2 separate regions of the Zea mays genome follow, and region 2 is linked to region 1. Evidence: chromatin contacts called from public Hi-C data. All regions are on one chromosome and are shown on one strand. The core of a region is the stretch at or near the end of the contact, and the rest is flanking DNA. Distances in the headings are between cores, read along the strand shown. Region 1 has its middle 29 kb from the start of LOC103646839. Region 2 holds the start of LOC100283370.

What was found. A called contact is a pair of places that touch in the nucleus more often than the background predicts.
Region 2: a Hi-C map of leaf shows a contact between it and region 1, with 4 times the contacts expected there. The contact joins the promoter of LOC100283370 here to the enhancer-like site in region 1. A contact is called at or near these places in 6 of 25 Hi-C or Micro-C datasets (bundle sheath, ear, leaf and 1 more).

Annotation. Positions count from the first base shown.
Region 1 is chr2:111,567,137-111,573,886 of Zm-B73-REFERENCE-NAM-5.0, forward strand. No RefSeq gene overlaps it. Among protein-coding and RNA genes, the nearest start is that of LOC103646839, 29 kb to the left of the region's middle. Within about 2 kb of position 2,700, at least 3 of the 20 cell types and tissues checked have an H3K27ac peak or open chromatin away from gene starts, as enhancers often do. A contact at or near this core is called in leaf, where this site is marked.
Region 2 is chr2:111,788,861-111,795,610 of Zm-B73-REFERENCE-NAM-5.0, forward strand. LOC100283370 reads left to right here and starts at 2,853. Exons shown (of 2, transcript NM_001156271.3): 1 at 2,853-2,991; 2 at 3,154-4,133. The coding sequence starts at 2,883. The coding sequence ends at 3,890. It overlaps LOC541711 (pullulanase-type starch debranching enzyme 1), which reads right to left. Exons shown (of 27, transcript NM_001111450.2): 23 at 6,571-6,648; 24 at 6,237-6,375; 25 at 5,578-5,687; 26 at 5,306-5,405; 27 at 4,026-4,442. The coding sequence ends at 4,335.

The DNA of each region.
Region 1 (6,750 bases), core at 1,450-3,949:
ATCAGGTCACACAAACAAAAATTATCAAGTTCTACAAAATACAATGGAACCAACATTCAGAAGATGAAGCTACATGGGAATCAGAAGACTATCTAATGGAGCATTTTCCTCAGTTTTTAGATTCCTATAAATCTTAGGACTTGTGTATTTTGTCTTTGATGTAAATCAACAGGGTACACCGCTGCCTTGTAAGAACAAATGTGGAATAAGATCATGACACGTTTCCTTTTCCATTACTTAGCCTAGTGTTTTAATCTCGAGACGAGATTCCTTTTTAGGGGGGAAGGATGTAACACCCCTGGTGTTACAAGAACTAAAACCTTGGCATCTCATCATATGCATCAACATCATCTTATTTGATACACCTAGAGTGCATTACTAGGCCCAAAATTTCAAAACAAATGTAGTGTGTTGTGTTGTGTTGTTGTGAGTCAGAGAAGTTCAAAAACCCCGTTTGCAATCAAGTATAAGCAGCCAACTTCTAAACTAGTGGCACTATGGACATGAGCTCTATATACCAAAGTTGGATCTTAGATTAAAGAGTAGCTTTACTTTTAAGTGATGGATTAAAGTTGAAAGGTTGTTGGAGAAAAGCATTCCCAATTGAAATCCTAAACTAGCCCCAAAATTGGAATTTAAAATCTAGTGAGAATTTGCTAAAAGTCCATATACCAAAGTTATAGATCTTGGAAAAGTGAACAACTTTCTTAGTTGGAGATTTCCAAGTTGTGTGGAAAAGTATGGAGTAATTTGCAAAAGTTCAGAATTGGGGCAATTTGGATTTAGCACAAAATAGTTTTGTTTAGCTGACTTTGGACTTATGTATCTTGTGATCCATGAGTCTTTAGTAAAACGTTGCTATAACAAACTTGTAGAGGTATTATAGGAGAACAACCTTTACTAAATGTGGTAGCCCTAAAACCATATGCAACTAGGAAAAAAGTGGTCCAATGTGGGCTGACAGGTTTGGATTTCAGACTGGCTGATTGAAAACTGAATTTCAGTAAAAAGTGCTAAGTTTGAAGCTCCTTGGTGATCAATCCATGTGCCTTTACACTGTAGTTATTGTAGCAAACTTGGATACTAATTCTAGGGGAGTAAATCTTAGTAAGGGTCATGCCCCTAAAGCTAATTGGAACTGGGAGGAATTGGTGCCCAAAACACGCTGTCAGACTTTGATTTCAGACTTGATTCAGTTACCTAAAACTGAATTTCATGAGTTTTACTCAACTTTGGAGCTTTCTTGTGGCTAATCCATGGAGTTATGAACTATGGTTTCTATAGGAAAATCATACAAAAGTGAACAAGTTTTCTTAAATAAGTTTGATTTGGTGCTGCACTAAATTTGGAGTAAATTGCGCTCAAACTCTCTCTGTTAGGTGTGGGTTCAGCTTTTGGTTTAGTTAGCTGAATCTGAATATCAGTATTTTCACCTTACTTTGAAGCACTATAACTCTTGATCCATGATTATTTGACCTAGGGTTGCTGCAGAAAGTTTGTAGAGGTATGTTTTGTGAGCAAATTTTGTTACCTAAGGTCAGCCTATTATTATTGAAAATTGGGAGAAAATTTGCTCCAAATTGATCCTGTCAGGTTCATGTGTTCAGGTAGCCGAAGTAGAAAATTCAGTGTATTGGAAGGAACTTTGGGGCATTGTAACTTTTGACCTGGGTGCTTTTAGCTCTGAGATTCCATAGCAAGGTGGTAGAGGTTTGTTTTGTGATCATAATTGGTTAGGCTTGGTCGACCTGGTTCAGGTGGGCAGTAGAATGTTGGACTCGATAAACTTCAGTGTGGATTTTTAACTATAAGCCAGATCTTTATGCACAGTTGATGGCGGTTAGTTTTGGCCTGTGGTGTTGTGGATATGTGAGGGTGTCTGTGGGGATGTAAGGATAGACCTTGAGTTCCAAATATCTAAGCCTAAGGAAGTTTATAACTTATCAGACAGTTGCTGTCCTGCTATAATATGAGTCCTGCATAGTGAGATGGACAGACACTGCGTGTCCTGTTTCATGCAACTCCTAACCCTCGGTGTGTGCATAGTGAGATGGACAGACACTGCTTGTCACCGTTCTTATTTCTGTTACCGTGGCCACCAGTGTAGTATTGTTCTTCCTGTCTTCTCATGCCCCTGATCCTAAACCAGCGAGTCCTTTATCCCTCTCTATCTTCGTGCTCGTAAGAGCTTTGCTGTGCTGTTCTCCCTGCCTGAACTCGCCCCGCATCGTCGACGGACATTTAGATTGACGAACATTTAGGTCTTACGAACATGTTCTTCGTGCTCGTAATTTCTTTCTTATATTTTTGTCGTTGTCGTCGCTGTTCCCCATCCTGGTGACCACGCCGACCAATGTTCCCACCCCGCCGTGACCAAGGCTTTCCAAGGTGATGCTTGTTTGTTATGTTCATGTTCCCTCACCCCCTTATGACAATCAAGTTCATGAAGCTTTTCGTTTGAACGCCGCCGGATCGTTGGCGAACCCTGTCCGTGGCCACCTCACCTCGCCGTCGCGTTCCAGGTCCAAATCGGTAGCGAGTAGGTTCAAGTCCCGATTTGCTTCGCGGTGAGCTCCATGCGCTCTCCATATGTTTTGCTAGTGCAGCGGGTTAGTGGTGGAGCCGTGTCGGCGTCGAAGTAGACGCAGCGCCGCCGCCGGCGTACGCGGGGAAAGCAGCGCGAACGCACACGAGTTCTGGAACCTGGGTTGTCAGCGCAGCTTTTGTTCCTGGTAATTGGGCTGGCTGGGCGAATTTTGGCCCAGTCTATTATGAAATTTCTTTATTAATTAACTGATAACTTGTAAACTAGGTTAAAAATTGTAGAAAAATTGGAAAAATGTGAAACAAATTTGTGGGGTTCATTAAATGGTGTAGTTTCTGTTACAATTAATTTTGGAATTTTTACAACAAATAGTAAATTTTGGCTAACTAAAAGATGCTCTTAAAAGGATTAAATGAATTTTAGTAGTAAAACTAAATCTCCAAAAATTATGAAAATTGGTGGGGGAAACTATTTAACACAACATTAGCCCTTGGTAAAAATTTGAACCAGTTTGGGATTGGTTTGCCCAAAAAACCTTGAAATAGCTAAATAGCAATATTTAAATTCACAAATCTAGTGTTAATATATGTTTAAAAGGAGTTTGAATCTATAAATTGTTGGGTAACAACCTTGGTAGACTTAAGTTTGTTTAGTTCTCTGGTTTTTTCTAAGTAACTTCAGTTTGGTCCTTCGCATGTAGTGTTAGACTATATAAGAATGTGGGTATACTTGTCATATGCTTGGTTTTGTTGTGTTTATGTGCTCCACCTCTCCCTTGTGAGAGTTTGCATGGAGTACCATTATATAAACATTCATGTATTTGTAATTGACTTGTAGAACATGTAGAAGAAGTGGTGTTTGAAGATGGAGCTTACTATCTAGTGGTGCCATTCCCTATAACTAATTATCATAATAGCAGGATTTTAGGATCTTCCCCTGCAATAAGGCAAGCCCCCGTTGCATTTGCCACCTTCCTTGTATTTATAAAAAATTATCACTTATATGCTGCATTAGGTGATAGGAGTTGATTGATTAAACACTTGGTACATTACCATCCTTGAAAGGTTGATTGCCATACCTTATTACCTGTTTATAAAAACTAGTGATGCTTAGTCATGCTGATAGAATAAGAAAAATGTTTTTGATCTATGACTCATATTTTTACAAATAAAATGAGCTTGGATAATGAAGGCATCAAATCGCGATGATGAATTCATTATTGAAGCATGGCCCCTCTATTAGGCGCCAAAGTTTTGAAATAGTTTAAAACGACACCACACATTGAGCTGGAGAGGTCGCCCGTCTGTGTCGATTAAGGACCGTACCGATTGTATGCCTATTGATCGAGAACTTTTTAGCTGGCCACATACCTCGTCATGGGTAAGCCTGAACCCGACTACTCCATATGTGAAAAGATAATCGCGCACTGGGAGTGGAGAGATGGCAGGAGTGGCGTGTACCCTCCTGGCACGTGGCTGGATGGTGGAGTACCGTACTCTTAGGTGGCGCGGACCGGTTCACATAGTGGATGACCCATGGGAAGGGTAGACATATGCAAGGGTTAAGTGCTATATATGTCGTGTGGTTGGAGATCCCAAGCTAGGTATTAATCGATTCTAATCGCCGTTATTTGTTGGTCTTGAAGACTGCTCTACATCGTAGATAACAAGTATAACAAAGTTTTGGTTAAAAGAAATCTTGTGTAGGCCATGTGAATGATCTAGATTAGGAAACTCTAGAGACAGGTTAGAAGATTCAGGTAATGACCTAACTTGTGAAATAAAACTTGGCTTAAGGATCCATTATTAGTAAGATTTTATGCAAAAGGGAGTCCTTGATAATTGATGAACTTTTCCCTTGATTCCCAAAAGCTAGCATGCCCTTGAGAGTCTTTTCCTTAGTCGGGTAAGTCTTGCTGAGTAATTGCCTACTCAGGATTTTATTCCCTATGTTGTTGTAGGAAAGACTTTTGATGCCTTTGGCTTTATTAGTAGCTTCTTGTGGAGGCCTTGAAGCTTAGATTACTTATGTGTATCTCTTTTGGAAAGGCTTCACCTTCCCAAGTACTATAGTTAAGTTATACACTTTGAAGACTATCAGGACTTGCAATAATTTCAATCCCTTTTATGTTGTAAAACTTGAGTTCTGCAATGTAAGGTGTATTTTATAAAAGTCTTCCGCTCTATCTCCAATGTGTGTGTATCAAATGTGATTACTGTAATATGCCTGTTATGTGGGAGGTCCTTAGGATGATGAGTTCAAGTTTATGAACTCGATAGCCTTGTTAAGTTACCTAGTACACATGCATTGATATCTGAGGCCATTAAGGCAAGGATTAGTGCATGTGGCTCTGATAACTTGGGAGAGCTGTCACATCTATGGTAAGGTTTGCAAAAAGAGAAGACAAATCATCATTCTTTTCACTAGGGCTACCCTCATCATCGAAAGTAGTATATTTGGGGTGTCTCTAGAGTATACCTTCTTCTTTTTGCCCTCTTTGGCCATGAGACACTTGTGGACGACATTGGGGAAGAGGACACCCTTGTTGATGGCAATGTTGGAGGCATCCTCATTGGAGGAGGAGTCGTTAGAGATCTCGTCGGAGTCCCACTCCTTTCCCATGTGCGCCCCACCACCCTTCTTCTTCTTGTGGTAGTACTTCTTCTCCGTCTTCTTCTTCCCCTTCTTGCCATCGTCCGTGTAACTATCACATGCATATGGACATTTATAAATATAATGACCGAACTTACCACACCGGTAGCAAACCCTCTTGGAGAGGAGTTTGTACTCCTTCCCTTTCCTTTGCTTGAGGATTTGCTCGAAGCTCTTAACGATAAGAGTCATATCCTCATTGTCAAGCTTGGTGTCACACCCGGTTTTGGAAGGTCAACCGAATGCGAACCATGTACGTGCTAGGATCAGAATTTCATGTACACAGCGATTACATAAATGACATCATAGCACAATGCTTCGAATAATAATAAAGAGTAAGTAATAATATTAAAGACTAGGGTCATTTACATAATATAGATCAAAGTGCACATAATAGAAACACAGCCAACATAAATAATCCACCACAGGTAGCTGACTAGGGGAGGTCGCTAGCCTAATCCTCGAACTCGTCGAAGTCCTGGAACTCCTAGAGATCCGCATCAACAATTTCTTCTTCTTCTTTACCTAAGCATAGATTGCACCAACGGCAACCTGGTGTTTTGTGAAAGCAAGGGTGAGTACACATCAACGTACTCAACAAATGTCCCGTTTGGCTGAGGTGGACTAGCTTTATGTGGAGTTAAGCTCAAAGCAGTTGCTTTTAGTTGGTCAGGTATTTATTATTAGTGGAAGCCGAGTTTTAGCAACAACCAACCCGTGGATCATTTCCTCATCGAGGAACATCATTATCATCATCGAACCAAAACCATTAATAGAATCATTGCATCTCGACCCATCTGTAGCTCAGATCATATGTATCTCTAATCAAAGGAGCTCCCAAGGCCGCTCATAACCGTGAGCATGGCTGATATATCAGTTTCATTCCTCTGTAGAGGTCGGACACTTTACCCATGAGCCATGATTCCCAATTTGCCCGGGGATCATGACTCCCCATTGATCACTTCCAAGGTGAACTTGTAGGGTCTCACTATGAAGCCTTTACAAAGATTCCCTGAAGATGTAGCCACCCGTTATGTTTCCTAAATGTACCACACTCCTCCCCAAGGGGCAAACCAGCCTCGGCAGAGCGAGCCACATACACCGAGCCCCATTGACAGCGACGGTGAAGCAAACTACACCTTAGTTCCTCTAATTAATTAGCTAAGGGCATCACATACCACCCTCATGGCTGCACTATTTTCCTAGGTGGTCATCCAACGAACAGGTCCTTATGGAGAAGTACTCGAGAAACCGCCCGAGCCTCCTTTAGTATCACAAGCTCATAATCATAATCAAGATAGCATCATCGTATCATAAATATTCTCATCATGTTCATTGATTAAAGTAAAGCAATAGCATGAAGCTAACCATAGTAACCCAAAAGGTAATCAAGGACAAGGTAAATAGAAAGCTAGTCAATCCTTAGGTGGATCATGGTATGCGGGATACTGAGTTATAAAGTAAATAGGATAATGGGTCAGAGGACACTTGCCTTCACGAACTAGCTGCTGCTCATGGTCTTCGCCTGCAACTCCTTCGGACTCCGCCAATGG
Region 2 (6,750 bases), core at 1,603-4,102, 220 kb after region 1:
AACAACAAAGAACAAGACATGGTTCTACATATTTGTAATGCGGGGAGGGGGCGAGCAGTGGGGTCCGATAGGGGGTCACAGCAGGCGGGGCGAGAAGCGGCCCGAGTGGATGGTCCAGGAGCTATTAGTATAGGTATTAGTATAGGCCCCAACCGAAGGTGTTGGGAGGGGAGGGTCCAAGCATCGGTCCAATAGGTGCTTGGTCGGGAGGGCCCAAGCACCAGTCGAATAGGTCCTTGGTCGGGAGTGTCCACGCACCAATCCAATAGGGGGTTGAACGTTAGGGTCTAGGCACCAGTGAAATAGGCGCTTGGTCGCGAGGGTCTAGGCACCACTCCAATAGGTGCTTGGAAGGGAGGGTCCAGGCACCAATCCAATAGGTGCTTGGTCGGGAGGGTCCAGACACCAATCCAATGGGTGCTTGGTCGTGAGGGTCCACGCACCAGTCGAGTAGGTGCTTGGTCCGAAGGGTCCAGGCACCAGTGCAATAGGTGCGTGGAGGTGATGGTCCAGGCACCTATTGGAGTGGTGCCTGGACCCTCCCCTCCAAGCACCTATTACAATGGTGCCTGGACCCTCCCGACCAAGTTAGTTAGAAGAATATTCTATTTTATGACGCCAAATATTCCTCGCTAGAAAATTGAATATTTACACCATGTGCCAACCGCCTACCTATTTTGCTCTGCTTGGTGCGAAAGCTTCGGTCTCCTCCTGTCCGTGTCCCCTTAGTCTTCTGCCATTCCCGCTATCGCGGAGCGCGCGGGGGTCATGCTTGTTGCCTCACCTACTCCAGAGGCGTCAAAGGTTTCCGTCTACTTCTCATCCAACTCTTCGATCACTTTCTTGATTTTTGCCACGGTGGCGGTGCTGGAGCTGAGGTCTAAGGTTTCGAACATGCGGTAGAAGCACCATATAAGCCTTTCCATAATGGAATTCCAAACTAGAAGATGGAATATTTACAGTTAGTTAGAAGAATAATCCATTTTCTGATGCCAAATATTCCTTACTAGAAAATTGAATATTTACACCGTCTGCCGCCCGCCTACCTATCTTGCCCTGTCGGGTCCGAAAGCTTCGCTCTCCTCCTGTCCGTGTCCCCTTAGTCTTCCGCCATTCCCGCTATCGCGGAGCGCGCGGGGGTCATGCTTGTTGCCTCATCTGCTTCAGAGGCATCAAAGGTGCGTTGCTACTCCTGGCAACTTTTGGTTTCTCATTTTCTCCATGGTTTCTTCCTAGAGCTTTTTCCCCAACCACTGATGGAGCAGCAGGTGATTCAGATTTATCGACAGCCGTTGGAAGAGCCGGACATGTTTTGGGCGCCGATTGAGCTCAGCATCGCGAGTGACAGCCACCACGGACTACAGGTACGTAACGAGGATCGCCTCCTCGATTACACTTATCCATTGGTCTTCAGTTGAATCTGGGCAAAAATGATGTATCGTGAGCGATGCCTACTGACGACACACCGATATGAAAAGTTGTATCATGACTGATAGGATTTGTTTGCCCTGTCCACAATATGTATCGTGAGCGATGCCTACTGTTCTCCGTGTGAATGGCTGTATCATGACTGATTGGGTTCGTCGGCCCTGTCCACAAGTTGTATCGTGAACGATGCCTATTGTTGTTGGCCTTGTCCACAAAATGTATTGTGAGTGATGCCTCGGACATCATCACCACCCTAAGCCACAAGACACCGACCCTAAAAAAGGTATGGGGTCTTAGACATCATGAGTCATGATACAACCATTCACATTGGTGTGTCGTCCCTGCTGAGGCATCGCTTACGATACATCATTTGAACAGGGCCATGAAATCCTATCAGTCATGATACAACTATTCATATCGGTGCGTGCTGAGGCATCGAAGGAAAATGATACAACTATTCATATCGGTCTGATAGAACCATGCGTGCTGAGGATACAACCTTACCGATAGAATTTTACGATCAAAACAAACACAAAGACAGGAAAATGGTCGGTGGGATCTGCCTGTGGTGGCCTCCGACGAAAGCGTAGACGTCGGAGAAGATGCAGAGGACGCCGGAGAAGAAGCAGAAGATGCAGAGGACACCGGAGAAGAAGCGTCGATGCTAGAAGGATTCTTATTTTGGAAACCACGAATTGATTTTTAAGTGCTTTTGTTGATGACATGTGCTTGAAAGTGTACTATTTTGGACTGCTATTATTTTGATAAACTATGCTATATGCACTTATCATATTTGAGACTACATTTAGTATATATTTTGTAATGTGGACACTACATGGTTTGTGGTTTGATACCAATGTGTCATGGATGTTGTAAATTATGATACTTAGTCACATTTCTATCTTATATATGTGCAATTATGATGTCAGATGTATTAGACATAAGTTACAGAGAAATTCTGTTATTTTTTTTAAAAAAATAAATTTATTTGAATTTGGTTTGAAATTTCCGAAATTTCTCCAATTTCGGTGGATGCCCATTTTTTTTTCTTTCCGAAACTGTGAACCCTGATTGCAACAGGCCAACAGCTAGCTAGCTAGAGCTAGGTAGCAATCAGCTGAGTGCTGCACGCGGCACGGCTAGCAATAGCAAGAACAAGAGAATGATGGATAGCTCACGCCAAGCGTGAGGGAACGACATAAATTCGCCGAAAAGGTTTAAACGTTTTCTTCATGTGCTGCCTCTGCCTGCCTGCCTTTTTCTCTCATCCACGCATCTTCCTTCTATTCTATCCGGGTGAAGGTCTATCTAAATATCTACTAAAGCTACAACCACCGTACATGCTGGGCCTAGCTAGCTTCTTGATTTTACTTGCTATAAATACACGTACAGACAGATACCAGCGTCGATCTGAGATCGACATCGATCCACCGAGGTTTCTTGTGCGTGCCGCCATGGCCATGGCAGTAGCTCACCTTCTTCCTCAGCTCTCCGCCGAAGGCAATGGAGCTAGCAGGAACAGAATGGCCATTCTCTTGATTCTTCAGCTTTTTCTCTTGACGGGTGCGGTGGCATTCTTTTTCATTCCCACGTTGTTTGTGTGTTTCTCTGTTTGGTGCTATTTTTTTAATCTTAAACTGGTTCAGCGTCTCTGCTGAGAAATCTGATTAATTCATCATCGGTTCTGGACTTGTGGTCTGTGTGGCAAATTGGATACACATCAAGTTCTTTGTTCCATAACTGATTCAGCGCTAGGCGTGGATGGAGCGGCGTCGTTCATCTTCACCAACGCCTGCAAGCACGCGGTGTGGGTGGGCGCGCTCCACGGCGCCAGCTCGCCGCCGCTCGCGCGGTCGGGCTTCTACCTGGCGCCGTCCGCCACGTCCAGCATGGACGCGCCGTCGTCGGGGACATGGTCCGGCACGTTGTGGGCGCGCACGGGCTGCGTGGCCGACCCCGCCACCGGGCGCTTCTCCTGCGCCACGGCCGACTGCGGCACGGGCGACGTCGCGTGCCAGGGCCGCGGGCCGGCGCCTCCGGTCTCGCTCGTCGAGGTCACGCTCGCCGCGCCGGGCAGCGGCAGGCCGGACTTCTACGACGTCAGCCTCGTCGACGGCTTCAACGTGCCGGTGCGCGTGGCGCCCTCGGGCGGCGGCGGCGACTGCCGCCCCGCGGCTTGCGCGGGCGACGTAAACGCCGTGTGCCCCGGGGACCTCCGCGTCGTCGCATCGTCCGGCGGCGGCGTCGTAGCGTGCAAGAGCGCGTGCATCGCCTACGGCAGCGCGCGCTACTGCTGCACCGGGCAGTACGGCACGCCGGCGATGTGCGGCCCGACCAACTACTCGCAGGTGTTCAAGAGCGCATGCCCGTCGGCCTACAGCTACGCCTACGACGACGCCACCAGCACCTTCACCTGCTCCGGACCTTCCAGCTATGACGTCACCTTCTGCCCTGCGAACTAATGAACGCCCTGATATCATATAGTAGCTAGGGAATTACGATATTACATCTAGACTAGGTATTTCTTCAAAAAAAATTATAGAGAGATCAAGTAGAAGCAATATGTTGATGTTGTCATCCACGACACAACACACAAATGCATAAAATTAATTTATATTATTATTCCATACATATGCTAATCACAATTCACACATGGAAACTGGAAAATAGGGTGGTTCACCTCTATAAAGAAATGTTCCAATGCTTTTGTACCTCTATAACATCATTTATTTATTTATTTATTTATTTTTCAACGCATACATATGGCAAAGCGTGCCTTGGCAACTTGGGCAACGTCTTATTCAATCTATTTATATACTTCGTTTTATTCGATGGCCTTCTCTTATTTCATTCGTTTGCTTCGACTTGGATGCCGAATGCACTTGCTCGCTAGCGAAAGGCATCCATCAGCACCTGGGTTCCACGAACACTGCTGCTGTCCTTTTCGGCACGGTGAATCGACCTGTGGCGGTGTCGTACGCAGACTGCCTGGCTAACGCATCCGATGAATTCACCTGAAATTTTTCACAAGAGCCATTAGATATTGACATTATTACCTCAAAGAGTCAAAAGTTTTACTGATTCAGTTCCATTTTTCTCACTTCACGCATCAATTTGGATAAATGATAAGATAGTATATAAAATAATAAACTGATACTCCAAAGTACAAATTTACATTTCTCCTTGCAAATCGGACACAATTTGCAGACCGAACACTCGAGGGTTTTCACAGTTTTACATAGACAACAGAGAAGCCAAGTGTAAGACTGTCTCTAGCAACGTCCTCTATATACATCATCTATATCCGTCCTTTACAGTCTTCTCTAAAAGATTTCATCTCCTATATCTACTTTCTCTCCAACAACGTCCTCTAAATCACGTCCTCTATACGTAAATACCTATATTAAAGACATTTTTAATTTTTTAATTTTTGTACATACGTATTTGTCATACTCTCAAATGTATTGTACATATTTTAGTTTTATTAAACCGATTGTTTAAAGTATTCAAATAGATAGAGAACCGTTTAGAGAAACTCTACATATAGAGGATCCAGCAGCGTTCTCTAAATTTAGAGGACCGTTTAGAGGACGTTGCTGGAGGGAGTAGATGACGTCCTCGTCCTCTAAATTTAGGGTACATGACCCTTTAGAGCTCCTTGTTGGAGCTAGTCTAATAAAGCTGCAAATCCTTAGACTCAACTGTTCTGTATTCAACTTAACAGGAAATTTCACTTCCCAACACCACTAGTAAATTTGAATACTGGATGGACTGGGAGTACAATGGTAACAGAACAATGCTGTGAGCCTGTGACAGCTTCTTATTGTTGATGAGAGTATGATTGATGCAACTGAAACAAATGTGTATGATTAGTTACCTGCACTGGATGCAACTGAAGCCGCAGTGATGCAAGATCAGGGATTTCTATAGACACTTCGTACGGACATACATTGAAGACTGTAACGACACAAGAGAATCTGCAAAAAACACGTACCCATTTAGCCTTTGTAGACATCATCAAAAGACCTCCGTAGCAGATACATAGAAGTGCAGATAACTAAAATATTGTAACTACTTCTCAATTTCCAGTAAATATAATAGAATACACAATACCCAAGGCTGGAATATAAATATAACAATGTTGCTTACGTTTCATCTATCTGGGCCATATCATGCCTATCATTTCGTGCATCTTCGATGCTCATGACAATAACTCCTGGAACCAAGGAGGGCCCTGTGTTGTGAAAGTGAACCCTTTGCTGAAATACGACAGCTCATGACAATCAGTATGGGATAAAGAGCCAGATATCAAATGAACAAATGCTAATTCTTTTCCCCTCGAACACAGCTCATTATATTAACAGGAAACATGCCATCCAAAACAACAAATACACAAACTAAAGACACAAAACACATTACATGAACAGGACTCATGACTACAGCTAGCGACAGAACCACCAAAAACAGATAAAGTCGACACAGCAGCCTTTTTTAGGGCACGGCAGTTAGTTTTTACTAGTTCATTTGTTGTACCTATGCTGTGGATCTGAAAAAAACAAATGTTACAGGATGATTATTGTTTACTCTAATTTTCAGGCAATAATTGATTTCGAACTGCAGGGTGTAAGTTGGCAATTGGCATACATTTGTGTCCCATTGCAAAGTATAGCTCCATGGGATATGTAAATTTTACTTGATACATAGATCAAAGGTTGCAGAAAGGTGGTTTATCATCTAGCAAGGAAAAGCTACTCATCTATATGATAGCAGTACAACAGTCTGGTGAGGTTCACAAAGAATCCATGTACCACAATATCACTTGCTGTAGTTAGGCGAAAGAGAGGTGATGAGTATCTGATCTTGAGGATATCAATAAATTTGTCTAAGGCAGCAATAATGTCATGTTTTGCAGGTTTGAACGACGGGTTCTCCAATCTTGGCTTCATCCTGAAAATTTTCATGTTATGTGATAAAATGACTGAACTGCTTTACTGAAAAAGGGAAACAATATGATATAAACAAAGAAAGAAGTAGTGTTCACTTCAGGTGCAATTAATTAAATCACACAGTTATCCTGCATCACTCAAAAATAAATAAATAACTAAATTCCCTATGAAGTCTGAAGAAGGATTTGAAACTTACAAAGGCCAGCTCCCTTCGTTCTTTTCTCTTGGTGGAAGCCCAACACCCCAATTGTTTGTTTCATAGGTAAAATCAATCCTTCAAACAACAGAACAGAACATTTACCCTGTTTACATTCTAACATGATTGGGAAGCGTTTGTTCAACTTGAAACAGTTTTTCATATAGGATAAAAATTGAG